Regions from separate parts of the Mus musculus genome. Here regions 1 and 2 are each linked to region 3. A link is a contact called in public Hi-C and HiChIP or PLAC-seq data. All regions are on one chromosome and are shown on one strand. Each heading gives the region's core, a stretch centred on a gene start, on an enhancer-like site or on the middle of the called end of the contact. The rest is flanking DNA. Distances are from core to core; before and after follow the strand shown.

Region 1 (4,041 bases), core at 382-2,881, 720 kb after region 3:
GACCGGGTGGGTGTCGTCCATCTGGCCGCAAACTTGGTGATCAGCCAAACACAGAAAGCTTTTAGCTATACCTCACCGTGGTACATTATCACCTTCTACTTGAGATAATTCAATGTGAGTTAAACACCTATCATAATGGCCATAATTCTGGCATTTCTGGACTGCAAGCTCAGCTCGAGGTGCCTCAGGAAGGCTTGTATCACATGTCGTTGTTACAAGAGATTAGCAGCTTTCCTGTTGACCTCAACCTCAAATTAAATGTTTACTCATTTCATGGTTGTCATGGCCCCAAGCAAACCACCTGACATTTTGCCCATTCTCTGTTCATCTCCGTTACCTTTCTCGTGTATGTTGTGACTAAACAGTGCTCAGGCACCATTATGAAACCCTGGGGTTAGAGATTAAGGGGATGGTCATGCTGAGGCAACTCTGTTGAAGAAGAACATAGAATCATGCAAAACAGCACCTACCACTAGAAAAATTTATATAGCTCTGGCTCTGCCAAAAATCCTCCAAAGGGGCAGGCTTGCCCATGGCCATGGTATAAACTGTCCTTAAACTCCTGTGGACCTCGGAGGTACAGACAATGGGAGTCCAGCTTTTGTTCTTTCTTGATGTTTCAAAGCAAGAGTAAAATACCACCCATCCTTGTCATCCTAGCCAAACACACACATTAGCTGCCCATTAAAGACCTCAAAAACATGCCTTTAGCCCACGCTGGCCCTTTCCATTGGTGCTATTTGTGTTGTTGTTGTTTCTGTTGCTGCTGCCGTGTATTGCATGATGGTGGAGCCAGGGCTGGCTTTTAAATCACTGTACCACCTTAACCCAGCACATACCTAACTTAATATATTTTCCTTATGGCATAGATAAATTATACAGTCAAAGGTGAAGAAGTGCGTGGAAAGACATCAGACAGCTTGACATTTTTGGCTTTTTTTTTTAAGATTTATTTATTATTATTATTATAAATAAGTATGCTGTTGCTGTCTTCAGACACACCAGAAGAGGGAGTCAGATCTCATTATGGGTGGTTGTGAGCCACCATGTGGTTTCTGGGATTTGAACTCAGGACCTTTGGAAGAGCAGTTGGTGCTCTTACCCACTGAGCCATCTCGCCAGCCTGATTTTTGGCTTTTGAGCAAGGGCCTTAGTGTGTGATTTGAGCTGGCCTGGAACCTACTATGTCTTCCATGACTTATAGTAATAATCCTCTTGTCTCAAAATCCCAAGTGCTAGGATTATAAATAGAAGGCACTACACCCAACCAAGTGGACACACACACACTACACATTCACACACACACACCACATACACTCACACACACACACACACACACACACACACACACACACACACACACCCCTTCCTGAGTCAGAGGCATACCAGTGTGGCATCTATTTTCCATGAATACAGGTTGGGTCTTCAGTGTGTTTGTGGGCTTGCTTGTCTCCCACTTACACACATCCCCACATACTTAGGAGACAGGACAGATGATCAGACTATGTTACTCACTAAGTGGAAATTCAAAACAGGGCCATGTTTGATGAGTGGAAGCTGCCCAGCAGTGGGAGTTCCCCTGCACACAGGCTCCCTTGATAATGATGGAAGGCAGTGTCAGGCCAGGCCAGGAGGCCAGTTGCAGCACCTGCAGCTGCCAGCTTGAAGGGAAATCCGGCTTTGGGTTGGACAGATCCCAGGAGCAGAGGGAACCGATTGCATTTCACAGATGGAGCAAAGGATTTCTAGGTACAGGTGGTGGAAGCAAATTGCTTGTCAAGAGATTTATTGCAGCGAGAGCCCAGCCATGTAGAACAGCCACTGTGCCACCAGGGCCCAGAGCTGCTGGCCCAAATCTTCAAGGCTCACAAGCAGGCTTCAGGAATGACAGCCAGTGCTACCCAGAAGAAACCACATCCCTCTGGGGAGGGCTGGAGGCAGACAACAAGGTTAGTACCACCCCTTCACGCTGCCACTGAAACCATCAGTCAAACAACAGGCAGAAAAGGAGGGAAAAAATGTGAAGTCATGCATGGTGGGGGTGGGGAGGAGAAGGAAATGGAAGAAAACGTCCATTTGTCTTCACGATCTTTTCTCCATTGGCTAACAGGTGATGGGTAGACAAGAGACAAAAGATTGTGTCCTGAATTGTCTCTGTTAGGGGTACTGCAAGTTTGATCCACTCAGATTCCCAGCAAAACTTTTTCCCACTTCTCAGATCCCCCCCCCTATATCTATATGTGTGTGTGTGTGTGTGTGTGTGTGTTTCTGTGTGTTTCTGTGTGTTTCTGTGTGTCTGTGTGTGTGTCTCTGTTCTATGTGTGTCTGTCTCTCAGTCTGTGTCTGTGTCTATGTCTCTCTGTCTCTGTCCCACTGTCTTTCTCTGTCTCTTTGTCTCTCTCTGTCTCTGTCTCTCTTTGTCTCTCTGCCTCTCTCTCTCTCTCTCTTTCACACACATACACACACACACACACACACACACACACACAGACACACACACACGTCCCAGTGCATGTCTTATCAATGAGAAAGCAGTACTATGGCCGGGAACTGACCTTCTTTCATACCACTGAGCTCCTGTATCAGACCAAGATTTCCACAGACAGCCAGACAAGCTCATTCTCAAGGTCAAGATCAGCTCTAAATCACTCTCTCATGCTGAGAAGAACTCCATCTCCCTCCTCAGTCACTATCCTCACCCCTGTCGGGTCATTAAGGCCACGGGACAAAGAAAATGCTATATCACTTAGTGGCCCCTCCCAGCAGTGGGGATCTACAGCCTGATGGCAGTGCCAGGGAAGGCCAGGAGGCCAAATGCAGTGCCTACCGCTACTATCTAGAGGAAGAACAGAGTTGACCATCAGGTAGAGCCAAGAAACCAAGTCTGATAACAAAGTGCTCAGTGAATGGATGTTTTGCATTTAGCAGAGTAGAAGTTGGCAGTGTAGTAAATTTGGGGCGACATTCAACATCTGGAAGCTCTGTGTTGTTGAGACAAGGCCCTTGGGAGAGGTGACCATAATGAGCTTTGAGAGACATTTCAGAACTAAGTGGAAGAGAAGACGAGAAGCAGCAAAAAAAAAAAAAAAAAAAAATCATGACAAGGCATCTGGAGACAGACTTCTTAGCATGACTGATGTTGGCTTCTCTGGGGTACCTGGTAGCTAGTAAATGCCCAAGAGAAACCCTGTGTATGCAGGCAGTACCACTGTGTTCCCAGCAAAAGCAGAAGATGACAGGCTGTGCCCCCTGTTCTTAAAGGAGTCTAACTTTTGAGAAGCCAGCATCTTTGGTTACTCCCCCTGCCCCCTGTCGTTCTGCTGGCCAAGTGTGAGGATATCAGACATATGCCATCACACCCAATGTGGAGCTGGAGATCAAACACCAAGCTTCATGCATGGTAGGTGAGCACTCTAGCAACTGAGCTATGTCCCCAGCCCCTGAAATCTCCTGTCCTAGGGAAACAGACGGCAGTGCTCTGGACCACTGAGCTAGAACAGCATCTTGATGCCCGTAGACCTGGGCCTGCAGAGTTATACACTTGGCAGGTGCACCGCCCCTGAGTTCAGACAGAAAACACATCTATGCCTCATTGATAGCATAATGGCCTGCATTACAGTGTTGGCCAAGAACACCTGTGCAGGGCTCAGAATGCCAGCCCAAGGCAACCATTCTGATGGAGGTGACATTAACAGCTTCCATTAAAACCGATGACTGTAGCTTTGCCCAGGACTGTGGCTGCAGTAACGTCTGCCAGAGGTGACACCATTGATCCCCCAGTTTGGGAGTTCCTACCTTGATCATAGAAATGCATTTCATCTTGGATGGAAATCTGAAAAGAAAACTCTCGTGGGATAAAGAGAGTTTGTCTTCCAGGGCTGTAAAAATGCTACATTCCATCTGTGTATCACACTCTCAGGATTGTTAGGGGCCCTATGATATCCTTGTCTACCTGAGTAATAGAAACAGACTGTCTGAAGGTAGGAGATTCGTTGCTGGCTGGCCCAGGAGAAAGTGGACAGTCTTCCCTAACGTTATGTA
Region 2 (4,098 bases), core at 131-2,630, 560 kb after region 3:
GTGGCTGATCAAAGGTCTTCTAGGGATAGATTTCACTTTCATTCTAACTCTGGGCTGGCCTTCAAACTGGCAGAAGCCATCATTATAAGGTGTTTCTTAAACGCTTCCAGTTAGAAGCTATATCTGCTGCCCCTTCTATTCTTCAGCCTTGCCCTTTTCAATCAGAAAATTTTTACTTAAAAAACTAATTATTAGGTCTTTTGGTTCATCCCCTATGCTTACTTAGTCCAAGCAAGTAATGAGTGGTGGGATCATTTCAGTTCTCCCCTCCTGCTTTCCCCTGGACTCCTTATGAAGAAAGCTTTTGTCATTTTCCTGTACTCTGAAATCTACCGAACAAGCAGGGCTTTAGCTGCAAGAACTAAACCAAATGAGAAAAGAGGTAAAAATCTATCTAACATTTTATTTGGTAGGTAAGCCAAGCCAGAGCCCTATTTGGAGGTGTGTGTGTGTGTGTGTGTGTGTGTGTGTGGTGTCTGTGTATTTGTATATGTGTGTATGTTTTATATCTGTGTGTCTGTGCGTCTTATTATGTCTGTGTGTATGTGTTGTGTCTGTGCTATGTCTATCTTTGTGTGTGTCTATGTGTATGTGTTGTGTATTTGTATATGTGTGTATGTGTTGTGTCTGTGTGTATCTGAGTGTCTATGTGTATGTGCTGCATATGCACATGTCTGTGATGTGTGTGTTTCTGTGTATGTGCATGTTTCTGTATATGTGTGCGTGTCTATGTGTGTATATGCTATATCTGTGTCTATTTGTATGTTTGTATTCGTGTCTGTGTGTGTTTTAGAAACAAATAATGTCATTTCTAGGGTAGCTTTTCCCAATTTTTCTATGTCCTTCATTGCGCATAATTTTATTATCGTTCTAATCAAAATTTTTTTTTTCAAAACTAGAACTGCAGCTTAGGTCTGGGCTTCCCCCCTCTTCCTTGTGTATCCCAATCCCTTTGATGTTCTGGGTCAGAGGACATGGGGTTAGCTCCTGGGGATCAGTGTCATTTACTGAATTTCTCAGATGCCAACTAAGATCAGTAGCTAGGAGACAACTTTGGATTTCATTTGGCTGTTTGGAGTCAGACTTTATTCTTTGTCACAGATAAGATCTGGCTCCCCTGTTGCGCTGTCTCTAAAATAGCAAGCATTAGGTTAGGTAATCAGGAAGCTACAGTCTGTGAGGAAAAAAGAAAAAAAAATCCCTTCTCTCTTTAGCCAATACCTAGACAAGCACAGCTGCAGAGTAGAAAAATAATAATAGTAGTAATAATGTATTTTCTCTCTCCCTTGCTATAATGATGTCTGTTGGAAACTCCTCCAGCTCTCTCAAAAGCGGCTCCCTTCGCTCACGCGGGCGGAAAAGGAGGCTCAGTGCACAGCACAGGGTTGGGAGGGCGGGTGAGGGGCGGAGTCTTCCAGACTTCTTTTGTTTTCTTTTCCCTCAAACCTAACTGGGGCAGTTATTTACCTAATTACTTAAAAGGGAAAACTTAAAGAAAACCTTTGCTGTGTTTTTCAATGTGGATCTACCTAAAAATTGCTGTGCGAGTCCATTCATTAAAAAAAAAAAAAAAAAAAAAAGTGCTACTAGGGAGCTGATTGGACACATCCCGCCTTCCGCCTCCCGCCTCCCACCCCTTCCTGCTCTGATTGCAGGCCTTCCTTTCTGTGCTTTCGGGGTCCATCATTCATTAAATATGGTGCCTGTGCCTCTAATTGGATCCGTGAAAGCTGTAGTCCACAAAATGTCTGCATTTGGGGTTAATTCTAAAGTCTGAACACTTGCCATATTCACTGAGCCGTGGCTGTTTACAGGTGAGAATCTGAAGTCCCTCCCTAGCCCTTTGTGATCTGACCGCCAAGCACTCGTCCATTCTCCTCGGAAGCTTTTCTGTATTCTACCTACAACCATGTGGAAGAGCTCTTCACGCTCTCAGTATCTGTTCTCCAGATCCCCTCTGTACGTTGACCCATGTTTCTGTAGCCTCATCCTCCCATCTCACCGTGGCCCGCCTACTCATCTCTCAAACCCTGCTTTATACTGTCCACCAAGGTTGAAATGTGACAATTCTGATGTCCAGGTGTTGCCGTGTCACAGAATTAAGAGATGGGGGTCTGAGGATGGAGATGTAGCATAGTTGGCAGAGTGTTTGCCTATCATGCACCAAGTCCTGCGTTTCTGGGTTTGATCTACAGCACTGTAAAACCTAAACACGGTGGCAGGATCCAACATAGTCTTACTTGTCTGCATGGGGAGTTTGAAGCTAACCTGCACTATGTGAAAACTTTCTCCAAAAAAACGAAAAGAAAGAGGAGAGGGAGAGAGAAAGGAGGGATGGGGAGATGGAGAAGGAGAGGGGGAAGAAAATGAGAGTGGAAGGGAGGAAGGGAAGAAAGGAGAGACAGAGGGAGGGAGAGACAGTGGGAGGGGTGGAAGGAGGGAGGAAGAGATAGAAGAAAGAAGAGATGGAGGAAGGAAGGGAGAAAGGGCGTGGGCGGGGAGAGAGAGAATAACACAATTTAGGACATGCGTTTCCAAAAGAGTTTTACAAGGGAAGGTTAATCTCTCCTGTCCTGCCTTCTACCACAAACTGTGGATCCTGAACTGCGAGGATGGATTGCCGCCCTCCATGCAGCCTCCTCTGAGGTATTCAGCTGCACACAGCCAAGTGCAACCCGTCCCTTCTCTTTACATGTGTCCCCACCAGACTGCCACTCACTCTTTTCTACACCCACAGACGTGTGGAGAGTCTCTCATGAAACCGCAGTTGTGCACAGTTGTGCGTTCATTTCTCTGTGTCAGGCCAGCTAGAATGCCCACAGCCAGACAGGAAACAGTGTTGATCCTGAGATGTACAATGTAAAACAGCCTTAGCCCCAGTAGCACTGAAAGAAGAAAGAAAACGTTGGACTAAAGTAAATAAACAAATAAAAGTTTTTCATTTAATGAAGGAATTTTGCAAAGCTATTCAGCATGTCTTCACAAGTTCAAAGACAGATTTAAACTATGGCAAGACATATTCCAGTTGTCTGAAAAAAAATGTATCTTCAAATACAACATAGAATATTAAGGAAGTCACGTGGGCAGTGTTGACAATGAGACGAGTACACACATATCTGTCTGTGAGCTTGGGAAGAGCTTTCCATCCTCCAGCATTTCCATATATTGTGAGCATGTCAACTGATTGTTAAATGTGTCCCCATTTCTGATAATCTTTAGGATAATCTCCGAGAAGTGAATGGACAGATCAGAAGTGGTGAATATGTTGATCTTCCCAAATGTGTATTGCTGAATTGATTTTCCAAAAACCCATGTCAATATTGCCTCTTCTAATCAATTACAAAAAAGTGCTGTTATGTTTTTCAGTGTCTGGATTTAAGGTGTTTTTCTGCTTCTTAGCCACTCCTAAGTCTTAGCTATGAAATGACTGGTGGTTTTGGTTTTGGCTTTAACTGATCCTCTTCTGAAATCCTAGCGTTTCTCTTCTAAGAAAACCAATAAACCTTGGTTTCTTCTCTGGCACATTCCTTTTGACTATTACTGGATTTTTAATGTTCTTAACAAATGGAGATATGCCAGCATTTTAAATTCACACCCCACAGCACTTCAGTGTGTACATATACGGTGTTACGTTCATCTGTAATGTTACTGCCCTGCCCTATAGCCTCTTACCCATTGGATAGGAAGGCAGGGAGAGTCTTTAGGCCTTGTTTTGCATTAATTTAGTTAATTGGGTTAGCCAGTCCTTTTAAGTAACGCTTGGCATTTTGATATAAGACTTTAGTCTCTCTTGTTCCCAAACTCTACTTTGGCACCATTCCCGTTGGAGCTGTATAGGTCAAAGAGACAAGAAGTGTCGTGGCCATATGGGAAGAGCGATGTGAATCCCTATAACCACTGGGCTCTCTCACAAACTCCCCACTAGTCAAGTGTGCTGTAACTACTCTCTGTCTTACTCTCCATGGAATGAGGTTTCCAACTTCTTCCAGCTTTGGCTGAGAGATCACCACACACACACACACACACACACACACACAAACACACACACACACGCACACACACACCCCCACACACACATACACTGGGGAAGTGGTGAAA
Region 3 (4,104 bases), core at 92-2,591:
GGTCTGGCTCTAGAGTGAAGCTGAGTGTTACTTTTGTGAAAAGGAAATTGTTGCTGCCTGCAAGGTTTCTTAAGGTTCTAACTGCTTCCCCAAAGATCAGACGAAGTGAAAAGAGGCCTAGGAACTCCGGGGGGTCGCCCTTCTCCTCCCCACTCCCCCGCCTCCATTCAAAGCTGGGCCATGGGCACCAGGAGGGAATCTCGGTTAATTTTGTTACTCCCATCTAGGCAGAAGTGCTAGATGCCCTAGTGTTCTCTTTAACACAGCTGCGTGGTGGTGTATGTGGTGGTGTATCAATTAACACGCGACCCTGGGGCAGAGAAGGGGGAGTCGGCTGTGGTCCCTGTCTCGGAGGCAGAAAACCTCTCTTGTCCCTGGGCAGGGAGCCACCTGGGGCAGAAGAGCTGTAACGCGAAGTGAATAGAAAGCAAAAAGGCAGGGAGAGATTGAGGGGGTCTGACACAACGCGGTGTGCTTGTGTGGCTGGAAGGAAGGTGGGGGTGGGGAGGGATGCCGATCAGGTAGGGATGCGCTGACCGAGGAGGAGAAAGTAACAACCCACCCCAAACTTTCGCAGGTCAGATGGCCTTGGAGGGAGAGGCAATCGGGAGCAGTCGTGCCCCTCCCGACACCCACCCGGTGTGACTAGTTATAGCGAGGAGGGGCCTCGCGCCCATCAGGCTGGACAGTCCCCACGTCGCTCCCACCCTGCTGCCAAAACGCAGCTGCTTGGGGCACAGAGCGCAGCACCACAGAGCCAGACACACCGTGCCTGTGGAGCCTTAGCAACCCGCTCCTTTGAAAGGACATTCTACGTGCATCGGGAAAGGAGAAGGGACACTGGACTCAACAGCTTCTCTCAGGACCAGTGACCGGGTCCTCCCCTTGGACACCCAGGCGAGAGTACCCACTGGCTTGGGAACTGAGCGAAGAAAAAAAAATCTAGGGGTTTGGAGAAGTCGGATTCAAAAGAAATGTCGAAAGATATCCAGGGCAGCCACCGGAGTCCGGAAGCTTAATAGCCACCGGGTCACCGTGACCCCGGGAACGACAGTGACTGACAAGCGCACAGACCAGGCGCTCGCCATCATCCACCGGTCTGCCCGCCGGAGCCGCCTCCACGGCGTGGGACCCGGTTGCAGACGTCCACGGAGCCGGCCAGATAGCGACATGCAGCGAGCACTCCCCAGACTGCCCCAGCTGGGGAACCTCCTGGGCGGCGCAGCGCGACGGTGACCCGCGCGGGTGCGAGGGGTGTGCCCGGCCCCGCCTGCGCGCCCCTCCCCGCGGTGGCCGCGCATCCAGGGGCGGCGCGGAGCCCAGCCGCTCGCCCAGCCGCCAGTGCCCGCGAGCGCCGCGCCTGCTCGGGGAATCCACTTCGCCGCTAGACGCTCCTCGTTTTCTCTCGCTCCCTCCCCGGCTGCTTTCTATGGCTCTGACTCTGCGGCCGGAGCCTAACCACTAAGGGAGAAACTTTTCCTGCTGTTTCTTCTCCCCACCCCTTTCCAGGAGAGGATTAAAAGTTGCAAGAACTGGTGCCGCCCGTGTCACTTGGGTACTCGCTGGCGAGTTCCGAGTCTCAGCCATGTGCACCAACATAGTTTACGAGTGGCTGAAAGCGTTACAGCTCCCACAGTACGCTGAGTCCTTCGTGGATAATGGCTACGATGACCTGGAAGTGTGCAAGCAGATCGGAGACCCGGACCTGGACGCCATCGGGGTGCTGGCTCCCGCGCACCGCCGGCGCATCCTAGAGGCTGTGCACCGGCTGCGGGAACAGGATGCGGCCGCTGCCGGCCTCTACTTCACCCTTGAACCGCAGCCCGTGCCACCGGCACCGCTGGTAGAAGCGGTGCCCCCAGGCCGCCGGGGGGAGCCATGTGGCAGCTCAGCCCAGGGCACTCGCGGGGACCCCCGTGGCCAGCCGGGCGCTCCCTGCAGCAGGGAGCTGGTGAGCTACCCTAAGCTGAAGCTGAAGATCATGATCCGGGATAAGCTGGTCCGCGATGGCATCCACCTGAGCAAACCCCCATACTCACGCAAGGTAAGGAGGCCCCGCCAGGGCGACCTTGGGCATGGCGGGAGGGAACCAGGCCTGGAGCTTCTGCAGCGGCTCAGCAGTCAGTCTAGGTGACAATTGAGAAACCAGGGTGTTCGGGGTGTCTGGTTCTCCCGTTTTCTGCGTTATCTATCTATTCCTTCTGTGCTGGCGTCTCTAATAATAGCTGCTCACTCATATTTTGCATGTAGACAACTCTTAACAGCACCCTAGCATATGGGCTCGATTGTCAGGTTCTGAGCAATGGGTGCTTGCTTTTGGTGGCCACCGGGAAATCCTAATGCCTCTGGGAAATCCTAATGCCTCTAGTAGTGTCTGGCTTGGAAGAGTGAAAAAAAAAAAAAAGATGGGTCACATCTGCCTTATTTTCAACCTTCCTCTTTTTCTTTACTTTTTTCTTCTGAGTTTTGAGAAACTTCCAAGAGGAGTGGGTGACTATTGCCAAAGGAGTAGGGGAATTCAGGGCCTGCTGTTCTCAATTCCATGCTATGGAGAAGTGTCCCATTAACAGGAACCTATGTGTGTGTGGTGGTGGTGGGGGGGGGGGGCGTGCTAAACACAAAACTTGTGCCTATTCACAGGAGGCTCCTAAAGCTTAAGGATTCCGGGTAATGGGATGCTGAGCAAACGGGTCATCTGGGGTCTGTGGTATCACTAGTGATTCAGATGAAAGGAAGATAGATTCTTTTCAAAACTCCAAGGCACATGTGTAAGGAAGGCCAGGAAGAGGTGACATTTCAGTACCTAGAAAGCAATCCTCACACGTGAGAGCAGGCTACACGTTCTCATGGCCGCTCTGTGTGGCACGCAGACATGTGGCATGAGGTTTGAACAATTAAGTACCAGAAAGTGCATTTTTACACCAGAGTGCTGTCTCTAGCTTCAAGTGGGTTGGTTTGGCTTAGTGAAGTGAATAGGTTTGGCTTAGTTTCTGAAGCTGTCCTCCTAGAGAGTGCCAATTTGGCAGAGATGCTGACAGCACAGGTAATGTCTGGCATTGCCTGGAACTCAGGAAAATGAGCATCTCAGCCTGAAAACAAGGGGCCTGGAGAAGCCTAGTTGAAGAATATGCAGCAGGCTAGGTGTGTTAACATCTAAGCATCATGGGAGGAAATATCTGGTCTAAATGCTGTGTGGGTGGCATTAGCCCCAGGGGGCTGGACTGAAGGTCATAATGCCTAATGGTCAAGTTCAAGGGCTACTGGTGCACAAAGTAGATACAGTAAAAGGAAATAATGGTTTAATATTATCCACCTGCTGTCTTGCAGGTAGTGGGTGGTCGGGGTGGTCAACCATGATCACCTGCCTGAGAATACAAATTGCTTTTATAAGGAGGATAGATTAGAAAGAAGGTTTGCCTCAAGCACCTGTCCCAGACACCTACTCTGACAGGACCATTGATGGGTGTTGGGATCAGGAATGGAGAAGCTCAGGCACATGCTGTACGAGCCTGAAGGATGCCCAGTGTGGTTAGAAGGATTGTGGTCAGCGGAACAGAAATTTAGTCCACTACCAAAGGAGCAGGAGGCCAACTCACTGTTTGTTACTAATATACCAGAAAGTAAAGAGAGCTTGCACCGAGAGATGTGTAACCGAGCCCATGGGAGGGCTCAGTTCAAAACCTGGACACAAAGAAGGCAGATAGTAGCTATGGCTGGTTCAATCTTCAGGACTACTATAGTGCAGTGTTGGGTGCTACGAGAATGGGTGATCCTTCTGTCTCTGTCTCTTGAGTGCTGGGATCACAGGTGTGACCAGCATACCTAATGATAACACATTTTTATAAGTCAGATTTGTATAAAAAATTTCAGCTTGCATTGACACTGTTCATTTTCCATGTAAAGAATTACTTCTGTCAACTTTATTTAGTTAAGCCATGTAGCCTAAACTGTCTTCAAACTCACATCCAAAGTACTAGAATTATAGGCATGTATCACCAGGCATAGCTTTTCAGTTTGCCTTTAACTAAATATCCCATTACAGTAATGCTTAACAAAAAAACTTGCCCACTTTTACTTTCTTGTTGTTGTATTTTTCAAAAGACA

What was found. A called contact is a pair of places that touch in the nucleus more often than the background predicts. HiChIP or PLAC-seq counts read pairs in DNA pulled down with a chosen protein or histone mark.
Region 1: a contact with region 3 is called in a Hi-C map of the N1E-115 cell line, with 10 times the contacts expected there. The contact joins the enhancer-like site here to the promoter of Samd5 in region 3. A contact is called at or near these places in 7 of 39 promoter capture datasets (the 3T3-L1 cell line, 3T3-L1-derived adipocytes, cranial neural crest and 2 more), 8 of 484 Hi-C or Micro-C datasets (the N1E-115 cell line, cerebellum, cerebral cortex and 4 more), 11 of 115 datasets of contacts at active chromatin or transcription factors (astrocytes, embryonic forebrain, embryonic hindbrain and 8 more) and 1 of 9 other capture datasets (embryonic stem cells).
Region 2: an H3K4me3 HiChIP or PLAC-seq map of forebrain shows a contact between it and region 3, with 6 times the contacts expected there. The contact joins the enhancer-like site here to the promoter of Samd5 in region 3. A contact is called at or near these places in 7 of 39 promoter capture datasets (the 3T3-L1 cell line, 3T3-L1-derived adipocytes, cranial neural crest and 4 more), 3 of 484 Hi-C or Micro-C datasets (cerebral cortex and embryonic stem cells), 17 of 115 datasets of contacts at active chromatin or transcription factors (acute myeloid leukemia, a beta-TC-6 cell line, craniofacial prominence and 12 more) and 2 of 9 other capture datasets (adipose tissue and embryonic stem cells).

Annotation. Positions count from the first base shown.
Region 1 is chr10:8,953,686-8,957,726 of GRCm38.p6, reverse strand. No RefSeq gene overlaps it. Among named protein-coding and RNA genes, the nearest start is that of Gm51794, 53 kb to the left of the region's middle. Within about 2 kb of position 1,631, at least 35 of the 459 cell types and tissues checked have an H3K27ac peak or open chromatin away from gene starts, as enhancers often do. A contact at or near this core is called in the N1E-115 cell line, embryonic limb bud and oligodendrocyte precursor cells, where this site is marked.
Region 2 is chr10:9,115,328-9,119,425 of GRCm38.p6, reverse strand. No RefSeq gene overlaps it. Among named protein-coding and RNA genes, the nearest start is that of Gm51794, 110 kb to the right of the region's middle. Within about 2 kb of position 1,380, at least 62 of the 459 cell types and tissues checked have an H3K27ac peak or open chromatin away from gene starts, as enhancers often do. A contact at or near this core is called in cerebral cortex, embryonic brain, forebrain and 3 more, where this site is marked.
Region 3 is chr10:9,672,445-9,676,548 of GRCm38.p6, reverse strand. Samd5 (sterile alpha motif domain containing 5) reads left to right here and starts at 1,341. Exons shown (of 2, transcript NM_177271.3): 1 at 1,341-2,044. The coding sequence starts at 1,586.